2 separate regions of the Pan troglodytes genome follow, and region 1 is linked to region 2. A link is a contact called in public HiChIP or PLAC-seq data. All regions are on one chromosome and are shown on one strand. The core of a region is the stretch at or near the end of the contact, and the rest is flanking DNA. Distances in the headings are between cores, read along the strand shown. Region 1 holds the start of LAMP2 (lysosomal associated membrane protein 2). Region 2 holds the start of LOC737328 (putative uncharacterized protein CXorf42).

Region 1 (4,861 bases), core at 1,016-3,515, 220 kb after region 2:
CCCGCCTCAGCCTCCCAAAGTGCTGGGATTACAGGCGTGAGCCACTGTGCCCAGCAGAAAAGGACAAATACCTTCTTAACATTATTCCGAAGTTTTGATTTCACAGACGCATGAAAAGGTCCTCGAGAGTCACTGAATTAGATAATCAAGAACCCTTCCAATACTATGGTTTTCGAGCAGGATTTATCAATGTTGGCACCATTGACATTTTCAGGAAGATAATTCTTTGTTGTCAGGGGCTGCCCTGTGCTTAGTCAGGATGTTTAGCAGCATCCTTGGCCTCTACCCACTAGATGCTAAAAGCAATCCCCCAGTTGTGACAACCAAAAATGTCTCCAGATGTTGCCAAATGTCCCCTGGTTGAGAATCACTATTCCAGGGTGTTGATTTCATTCTACTGAAATGTGAATTACAAAATGTATACCTCTCACTGCTTTCTCAGACCCCTAATATGTCTATTTCTTCCCCACTCCCATCTGGGTCTGTTCTTTATGTTATTTTATTAAGTCACAAATAGCAAGAGCAGGTGGGTAGCAACAAGCACAGCATGAATCAAAGTCAGGAAGAGACACTTTAGTCAAAGTTCACTTTTAGGCATTAAAGTTGTTAGGGACCCACTGCCTATTAGGGCACAACACAATCAGTGAACATTCACCCAGCCATTTATTTATTGATTGATTTATTTTTATTTTTTGAGACAGAGTTTCACTCTTGTCGCCCAGGCTGGAGTGCAATGGCGCAATCTCGGCTCACTGCAACCTCCGCCTTCTGGGTTCAAGCGATTCTCCTGCCTCAGCCGCCCAAGTAGCTGGGATTACAGGCATGTGCCACGACGCCCGGCTAATTTTTGTATTTTTAGTAGAGACGGGGTTTCACCATGTTGGCCAGGCTGGTCTTGAATTCCTGACCTCGGGTGATACACCCACCTCGGCCTCCCAAAGTGCTGGGATTACAGGCATGAGCCACCACGCCCGGCCCCATCCAGCCATTCTTAGGCCCTGGTAACAACCCAATCCTTAGCAAGTTGTCTACCTGCTCCCTGTACCCCCAAAATATGAGGTAATAGGCTAGCTGTGTGATGGGGAAGAAAGAAAAGAAGAAACTCTGAAGGCAAAGAGGTAGTCTACCAAACTGAAATACTCCACCCCCAAAACCTCACATCTGGGAGGCCCTCCTAACTGAAACGTCTGGGGATTTTTTTGTCAGCGTCTGGCTGGGAGGAAGTAGCAAAACTGGGAGAAAATCGACATCCTCAATACCTCCAAGTCAGATGTGCACTCCCCATCAAAGTTCCCCCCGAACCCCTTAGTCTCCAGAGGTTGGGTCCAAGTTTTCTTTCCTGGAAATTGCCCCAGCTACCTTAGGTTCCTTCGCCCTTAAAACTATGACTACCAAACTCAAACCCAGCATCACTCCTAATCGCTTGAATCACCCTTTCTTCACAGTCTCAAATTCCAACCTTCAAAATGCCCAACCCTGTCACTGCCCCTGCCCCTCAGGCTCTACTGTCCTATCTGTCCCATCTGTCCCCCACCCACACACTTCTCCCAAGCTACTCCAGGCAGGCATGGTCTTCTCTCTTAATTTCCTATCTCACCCCACAGTTTTTCCACCATCTTCAAAACTCTTCCCTGATCTCAGCAAACCAAGACTCTCCTAATTGTCTCTGGCGCCCAAAATCTGCATGTACCACCCTCCTACGCTCACTCCTCAGTGTTTTCCCCAAGTTACTCTTTCCACCCTGACCCTCTCCACGCTTCACTCCTCCCAGCCTACTCCCTCGGCGTCCACCCCCCGTTACCGGCCCCTTCTTACTCTCCTGGGCCCTTCTTCCCCGCCATCCGTCGGTCAGGCCTTCTCTAGGTCACCGCTTGCCTCCCCGGGCCAACCGCCGCCGCCGCCCAGTGTTAGCTGCTGAGCCTCTCAACCCCCTCCCCCTCGGACCAGTCTTTCAGGTTGTAGCTTTGAACTGGTGCCCCGGGCCCAGGCGGACAGACTAATCGGGAGGGCCCGACAACTCACCCAGGACTAGGCAGACCAGAACGAGCCCTGAGCCCGGAACCGGGAAGAGGCGGAAGCACACCATGACCCCGCAGAGCAGGCGGCGACGGCGGCGACGGCGGCGGTACAACAACAGCTGCAACACCAGGGAAAAGGCTCGCTGGACCTGGGTCAAGAGCACTGATGACCACCGACCACAGCCTTGCAAAAGCCAGGAATCGGCGCTTCAGTGCGAGTCATAAGACTAGGGGCGGGGCTCTTTCTTGCTTACAGCCAATCTCCGCGCTTGAAAGCGGCGAGAGGGGTGGTGATGTAGCGGCCGGTGGGCGGGGCGACCACGCCCTGGCTTTTTGGTTCACAGCCCTTCCTATGCTCCTGAGAGATATGCGCGGACGGCATTTTCTTTTTCTTTTTCTTTCTTTCTTTTTTTTTTTTTTAATTTTACTTTAAGTTCTGGGATACATGTGCAGAATGTGCAGCTTTGTTACATAGGTATACATGTGCCATGGTGGTTTGCTGCACCTATCAACCCGTCATCTAGGTTTTAAGCCCCACATGCATTAGGTATTTCTCCTAATGCTCTCCCTCCCCTTGGCCCCCACCCCTTGACAGGCCCCCGTGTGTGTTGTTCCCCTCCCTGTGTCCATGTGTTCTCATTGTTCAACTCCCACTTATGAGTGAGAACATGCAGTGTTTGGTTTTCTGTTCCTGTGTTAGTTTGCTGAGGATGATGGCTTCCAGCTTCATCCATGTCCCTGCAAAGGACATGATCTCATTTTTTTATGGCTGCATAGTATTCCATGGCATATATGTGCCACGTTTTCTTTATCTAGTCTATCACTGATGGGCATTTGGGTTGGTTCCAAGTCTTTGCTATTGTAAATAGTGCTGCAATAAACATAGGTGTGCATGCGTCAAATGGTATTTCTGGTTCTAGATTTTTGAGGAATCGCCACACTGTCTGCCACAATAGTTGAACTAATTTACACTCCCAACAGTGTAAAAGCATTCCTATTTTTCCTCAGCCTCGCCAGCATCTATTGTTTCCTGATTTTTTAATAATCACCATTCTGACTGGCGTGAGATGGTATCTCATTGTGGTTTTGATTTGCCTTTCTCTAATGATCAGTGATAATGAGCTTTTTTTCATGTTTGTTGCTGCATAAATGTCTTTTTTTGAGAAGTGTCTGGTCATATCCTTTGCCCACTTTTTGATGGGGTTGTTTTTTTCTTGTAAATTTGTTTAAGTTCCTTGTAGATTCTGGATATTAGACCTTTGTCAGATGGGTAGATTGCAAAAATTTTCTCCCATTCTGCAGGTTGCCTGTTCACGCTAATGCTAATTTCTTTTGCTGTGCAGAAGTTCTTTTAATTAGATCCCATTTGTCAATTTTGACTTTTGTTGCGATTGCTTTTGGTGTTTTAGTCATGAAGTCTTTGCCCATGCCTATGGCGGACGGTATTTTCTAAGGCTAAAGAGAGAGGAGGAACTTTTGAGGGCCGTAGATAGTAGACTATTTCCGTTTTGGCTCCTTGACAAAGAAGAGAAAAATTTTTCGGGCACAAAAACGGTTGCTAGGCATCTCAAACGTAATACATACAAAAATAATACATGCTTATTCTCCAAACACTGTTGTTACCTATGCAGTTCATGCTGTGAGATGGACGAGGGAACCTAGAGGGTAGTATGGAGTCACGGACCATCGGAACAAGACATGATCTTGAAATTCACCTAGTTACAGCACCCTGTTCTCAGGTGGGGGAATTGAGCTCAGAAACAAGAAGCATCTTTTTTAAACACAGGAAGAAAAAAATGAGAGAAATAAAACAGAAGGATAAAGGGGAAAAATAGAGATCATCTGTATTCCTACTATTAACATTATTATATATATTTACACACATATATACACACACCCACATCTATACTTCCAGATATTTTTCCTATGTACATACACACAAATATTCTGTAATGAGTTCATACTAAGCATACTGTTTGCTATACTTGATAGATGAACAGACAAAAACCTAAAATATTCAACAGATGAAAGCATTTAAAAATCTTGAGTTGGAATAAAGCACTGATTCTCAAGTGTTAGTTTCCAAAAGAACCATCTGGTTTTGGGTTTTTTTTTTTTTTTTAACATACAGATTCCTGTACCTCATTCCCCAGAGATTCTGAAACAGTAGGTCTGTGGCAGTCTTATTAATCACTTCTTTAAAAAACACCCCAAGTGATTCTGATTCTGTGGTCCATGGACCACACTTTGAGAAAAACACTGAAAGAGAGCTTCAAAATCATCTAGTCCAGGAGATTTTAATCTGGAGTTTATGTATGAGTTTAGACAGGATGGGAGAGGTGTCGGTGAATCCTCAGAAATTACATGCAACATTTATGTATGTGTATTTTTGTGGGGAAGTTTGTAGTTTTCACTAGTTCTCCAATGGGACCTGTGACTCCTTGCCCTAACCCCTACCCTAATTCAAATATTAAGAACCACCGATCTGCCCCACTATTGTTTGCTTTAATGTAATTAATTCCTGAAAGTGAGAACATTTGTCAATGAATGTTTACTACCATAGGTGAAACTAATTTGTGAACAAGTGACCCAACACAAGACTAATGAACACTGCATACAGTGTTAGTCATTGCCTTTAGCAAAATGTCATTTGACTGCCATCAATGAGACTTGGCAGGAGCTATGTCCTGGGCATAGTAGTCTTCAGAGGACCCACAATTGAGTTGAGCCCTCTGAAGATGCCCCACCAATACTTCCTGGACTCTAGCTCTTCTCTCTCAATTGTAAATCGCATAACTTTAATGTTCAGTAAAACCCTAAGCTCTTTCTATAAGAAGAAACAA
Region 2 (4,956 bases), core at 1,642-4,141:
AAGAGCAGGTAATCAAAAAGTAAACATACGTCTAACAGTTCTTGGAATATGAGTATAGGGACCAAGGATGCCTGCCAGACTATAAAGACACACAGTCTTTGTGGTGTGAGGCACAAAATTAAGGCCCAATATTGTGTACTACCTTGACAATTGGGGAAACCAGGAGGGCTCCTAATGGCCTTACTGCGAATTCTCTTCTCCATTCTGCTCCTGCAAATAAGGTCCCCTAGCCAAATGACCCTCCTTCTCAAAGAGACCAGACACAGTTCCAGCTTATCTCTGGGTAGCAGATTTTAGTACATTGTCAGCTTGTGGAATTATTCAAACAAGCCAATCATATCCTTCCAAGGGGAAGCAGGTATTACCTCAATTTCTTGATACCACAAAGTCTACCTCCCACAGCCCCTGATTATTCACTGTCTTACCAACAGCAACCTCGGTGTGGCCCTTCGTGGCATGCTGTGTTCTCTCCCATTCCAGCTGTGAATATATGTGATTAATAAACTGCTGTTGATCTCATCTGTCCTGTGTTCAGCTACTCCATAACACAAAGGGTGGGAATCCTTCCCTCATCAACATGGTGAATAGCAGACGATTATAACAGTCCCTGCTGCTACCTGGTTTTATCTGTGCCTTAAGATAAATTATTTATCTTCTATGTGCACAAATGCAAATTTTACCCAAGTTGTTCTTATATCTTTTGGTTAGGATTCTAAAATAAGAAGTTTTTTGATTGACACAAACTGGGAGGACCTTTCCATCCCAAAGGCAGGAGCGCTCCTCAGAGGACAGGTGCAGTAGTTTCACTCACCTCTCCCACATGGGCAAAAAAATGTGTATCTGTAACCTAACTCAGGACTGTTTTTACTTCCTCTGCTCCCAGGCATGAAACTCTAATAACCAACACCTGTGAAATGCTTATTACGTTCAAGGCACTACATCATTACAATAACCCTAAAAACGTCAGTACTATTTGTATCCCCCTTTTACAGGTGAAAAAAAAATGAAGCTTGGAGAGGTTACCAAGGTCACATAAGTATTAAGTAGCAAAGCAAGGCTTCAAACTCAGAAAGTCTCAATCCAGAGGCTGTCCTTCTCATCACTATGCTTTATTACATCCCACTAGTGGAAGAAAAAGACTCATCAAGACATCTCCCACCTGTTGGAATTTCAACCTACCCCTCAATACCTGTAATGTTTTTAAATTTCTCATTTTTTAACCGTAGTGCATGTAAGGCACTCAGTATAGTACCTGACACATTCAATAAACATTTGATATGAGTACTTACACAGCAATAATTATAATTATTTTCCTTCTCAAACCATCTACTTCCCACTCCAATATTCACTCTCATTAGAGGAAAACTCATCTCACTCTCCTCTCATTCTTCAAGGTCAAGATTGAGACCACTTAAGACCTTCCTGAAGGTAGCCACATCTGCAGTTTAGCACATCACTTTGCCTACATTCATCCAGTTATCTTGTCTCAGAGGAAGGTATTTCTCCTTTCCAATTTAAACCCTTAATCTCAACCCTTTCCAACTCCCTACAAGGAATTTCCACTTAGTTAGCCTGTTAGGATCTCAAACCGACCATTCACTCAACACACAACACTTTCAGTAGATTGAGCCCCTATTAAGTGCCAAGCACTGCAAATTCTGTAATGAATAAAATAGGGGTCCTCCTTTCCACGAGCTCAGTCTAGTGGAGAATAAAAATATGTTCACGAACGATAACACAAAACAAATAAATGCTATACGTAGGTCTGTGACCCTTAGCCGTGTCTGCTCCGAGATCAGAGGCGAAAGAGGGTGGAGGGAGACCGGGGCACCCTACAAAGGGGCCCAAGGATGAGTGAGAATGTGAGAGAGGAGAAGGGCGAACAAGGAGCTGCCGTGGATAGATTGCAGAAAAGGATGAAAATGGGCGCGGTGAAGGTAGAAGGAGCGAAATGCAAATGGTCAGAAGCGGGCTGAAAGATGAAGCGGACTCGCTGAAGGCAAGCGGGCTCCTTAGAGCGAAGGTGCAGCCATGATCTCACTCACCTCTGCCACGGATTCACCTCCCTCTCCTCGTCCCGTAGGAGCGTGAGTAGTTGCCGCAATAGGCGCACGAGCAGGCAGAAGCGAAAGTGATGGTCCACGGCGCAGTCAGCCGCTCTTGAGAATGCGACCACAAGTGGGAGCGGCAGGGCTGGTTTCGGGAGCCTTGGCTGAGCCCATTCCATTCCCCAGTCAGAGAACAAGAGTTCCAGTGAGAGTTGCGCCCCAGCGGGGAACGGGCGGCTTTGCTGGGCTTGGGGCTCTTGGACAAACTGCAACACATTCCCCCGCCCGGAGCCCGAGGCCTCCCTCTCGGCACTGCAGAACCGGACACTGGAGCTACTGCAGCCTCGAAAACGGGACATTCTCAGGAGCCTCAGCAGTATCCGTTGCCTTTGCTCCAAAAACCCAGCCCGCGCAACCGCTGGGAGCAAAGGAAACCATGGGAACTACTGCGAGTACGTTGGCAAAACATTTCCCCAGGTCTGTGTGGCCTCCGGCCAAGGTGAAGAGGTGTGTGTCTTGGTGTAAATAAACCGCCACTGCAACCGATTTCGCTCATCCTTTGGTTCCGCATTGAGGCTCGCCAGGGTCTAAGTCCGCACAGAGACCACGTCTTCCTTAGGCTTCTACTTGAAATAACTGAAGGGTAGGACGACAGTCCACTGGAGACATTTCACAGAATGGCCATATCAACAACATAGACAATTCTGTTCTTGTACGGGTGCTTTCCGTGAATGTGTGTATTACATGTTCTATAATATTGGGCGCACTCTGTGTCGTGTGTGTGTGTATAAAATATGTACATTTGGTTATGTGTGTATATATGTACATATATAATAAATAGGACTGGCTCAAACAGATTCACATATTTTTTCGGAGTCTATTAAAAGAAAAATCTGAGATGGGAAGAAAAGGGACAAAGTATTCAAAGTATTTCGTACACAACTGAAAGTGTTTATTTCAGTGTTGTCAGATTTATTAATAGCAAAAAGAAATATACAGTAGGCCACTTATCTTTGAATTTCAAATAAAGAATAATGTTTTAGTATAAGTATGTTCCATACAATAATACAGTAGAAAGTGACTACTTTCTATTAAAGATGAGGTGATAGCCACGGTTGTACTTCTTCCTCTCCTACTACTTCTAAAATTTGTTTCTTATATTCTTTTTTTGTTTGCTTGTTTTGTTTTGTTTTGAGATGGAGTCTCACTCTGTCACCCAGGCTGGAATGCAATGGCACGATCTCAGCTCACTGCAACCTCCACCTCCTGGGTTCAAGTGATTCTCCTGCCTCAGCCTCCCAAGTAGCTGGGATTATAGGTGCCCGCCACCACACTCGGCTAATTTGTGTATTTTTAGTAGAGACGGGGTTTCGTCACGTTGGCCAGGCTGGTCTCGAATTCCTGACCTCAAGTGATCCTCCCACCTCGGCCTCCCAAAGTGCTGGGATTACAGGCATGAGCCACCGCGCCCGGCGTTGTTCCTTATATTCTAAGGCTTTTCGCTTGCTGTTTGAGAAAGGGAAGTGGGAGCAGCCCCTGATATCCACAAACTGACCTCGCACTCACAATTAGGCATGTTCTTCTCTTGTTGAACATAAACTCACAGAACACCAACCCAAGACAAGATCACTGGGAGCCTGATCAAGTGAGACAAAACAAGACCACTTCATAAGCTTGTCTAAGCACAGACAAAAACAAGCTCACTGTGACACCCAGAAAACACCAAACACCCCTTCTTGGCCAAGATAGGTCACTGCTACTTTGCCAGTTAATGTACAGCTTTATCCTCCCTCTAGTCTGCCCTCCCTATAAATAAGATTTATTGAAATGTGCAATCATACAATTGCCCCTGCTTTCTGATGTATCTGAGACGGAACTCCTGATTCCTAGACCTTCCCCCAAATTGTCCAAATCCTATAATAGGTTCATTCTAACAACTTCTTATTGAAACACATCATAGTTACCTATAGTGTGTGTTGTCCCTCCCTGGAGTAAGAGTAATAAACTCAATCTGTCAACTATGGGTATGTTTCTGGTAGTCTTTGGTTGAAGGGCATTGACACATTCCACTGCCTAAAATGTTCTTCCCCAGATATTTGTATGGCCCTTTCCCTTAGTTCATTCCATTCTTTGGCCATACATCATCTTTTCAGAGAGGCTGTGCTTGACCACACAATTTACAATAACACCCTCATCATTCTCTATCCCTTTGCTCTATTTTTCTTCATAGCACTTACTGTTATTGTATTATATATTTATATGATATATATACAAATGTTGATTGTATGTCTCTTCCATTATAATGTAAGCTCCATGAAGACCAATATCTCAACTTGATGATAATTATATCCACAGTGCCTACAACACTGCCTACAACACTGCCTGGCACAGAGTAAATACTAAATGATATATGTTTAATATGTATTGAAAAAATGAATGAAGTTTACAGTGTCGGGCTTTATAAGTTTCATTGTCACATAGTCATAATCAATCTGTTGTTTGGACTTAGTCTTCCACTTAAATAGATTGGCTTACTGCAAAATCTCCATTCTTAATTCTTTATTTGGACTCATTTCTTATTTGATTTGACTTCATATATTGCCAAGTAATTTTCACAAATGACTCATAGGTAGTATATTCCCTCAATTTTGTTCAAGTTTGGAATAAGCTGTCTGTTGCTTTTTTTGGTAGATTGTATTATTGTTAGCAATTATCGACGACTCCTTTTCCAGTAGGAGAGTTATATATCCCTATCCAATTGACTTTGGAAAGTTTTAAGAAAAAAGGGCAATAGGCAGTATTAGACAGGTCACTTAAAGAGAGATTTGTTGGGATTAAGCAGAAAAGGGGATAGTGGTGAGAAAGCAACATATATTTGGCACTTATTGGGTTCCAGATACTCATTCGT

Evidence for each region. HiChIP or PLAC-seq counts read pairs in DNA pulled down with a chosen protein or histone mark.
Region 1: a contact with region 2 is called in an H3K4me3 HiChIP or PLAC-seq map of stem cell-derived excitatory neurons, with 5 times the contacts expected there. The contact joins the promoter of LAMP2 here to the promoter of LOC737328 in region 2. A contact is called at or near these places in 1 of 7 Hi-C or Micro-C datasets (stem cell-derived neural progenitor cells) and 1 of 1 datasets of contacts at active chromatin or transcription factors (stem cell-derived excitatory neurons).

The regions. Positions count from the first base shown.
Region 1 is chrX:118,078,523-118,083,383 of NHGRI_mPanTro3-v2.0_pri, forward strand. It overlaps LAMP2 (lysosomal associated membrane protein 2), which reads right to left and starts at 2,266. Exons shown (of 9, transcript XM_016943226.3): 1 at 2,023-2,266. The coding sequence starts at 2,086.
Region 2 is chrX:117,854,792-117,859,747 of NHGRI_mPanTro3-v2.0_pri, forward strand. It overlaps LOC737328 (putative uncharacterized protein CXorf42), which reads right to left and starts at 2,892. Exons shown (of 2, transcript XM_063804312.1): 1 at 2,046-2,892. The coding sequence starts at 2,407.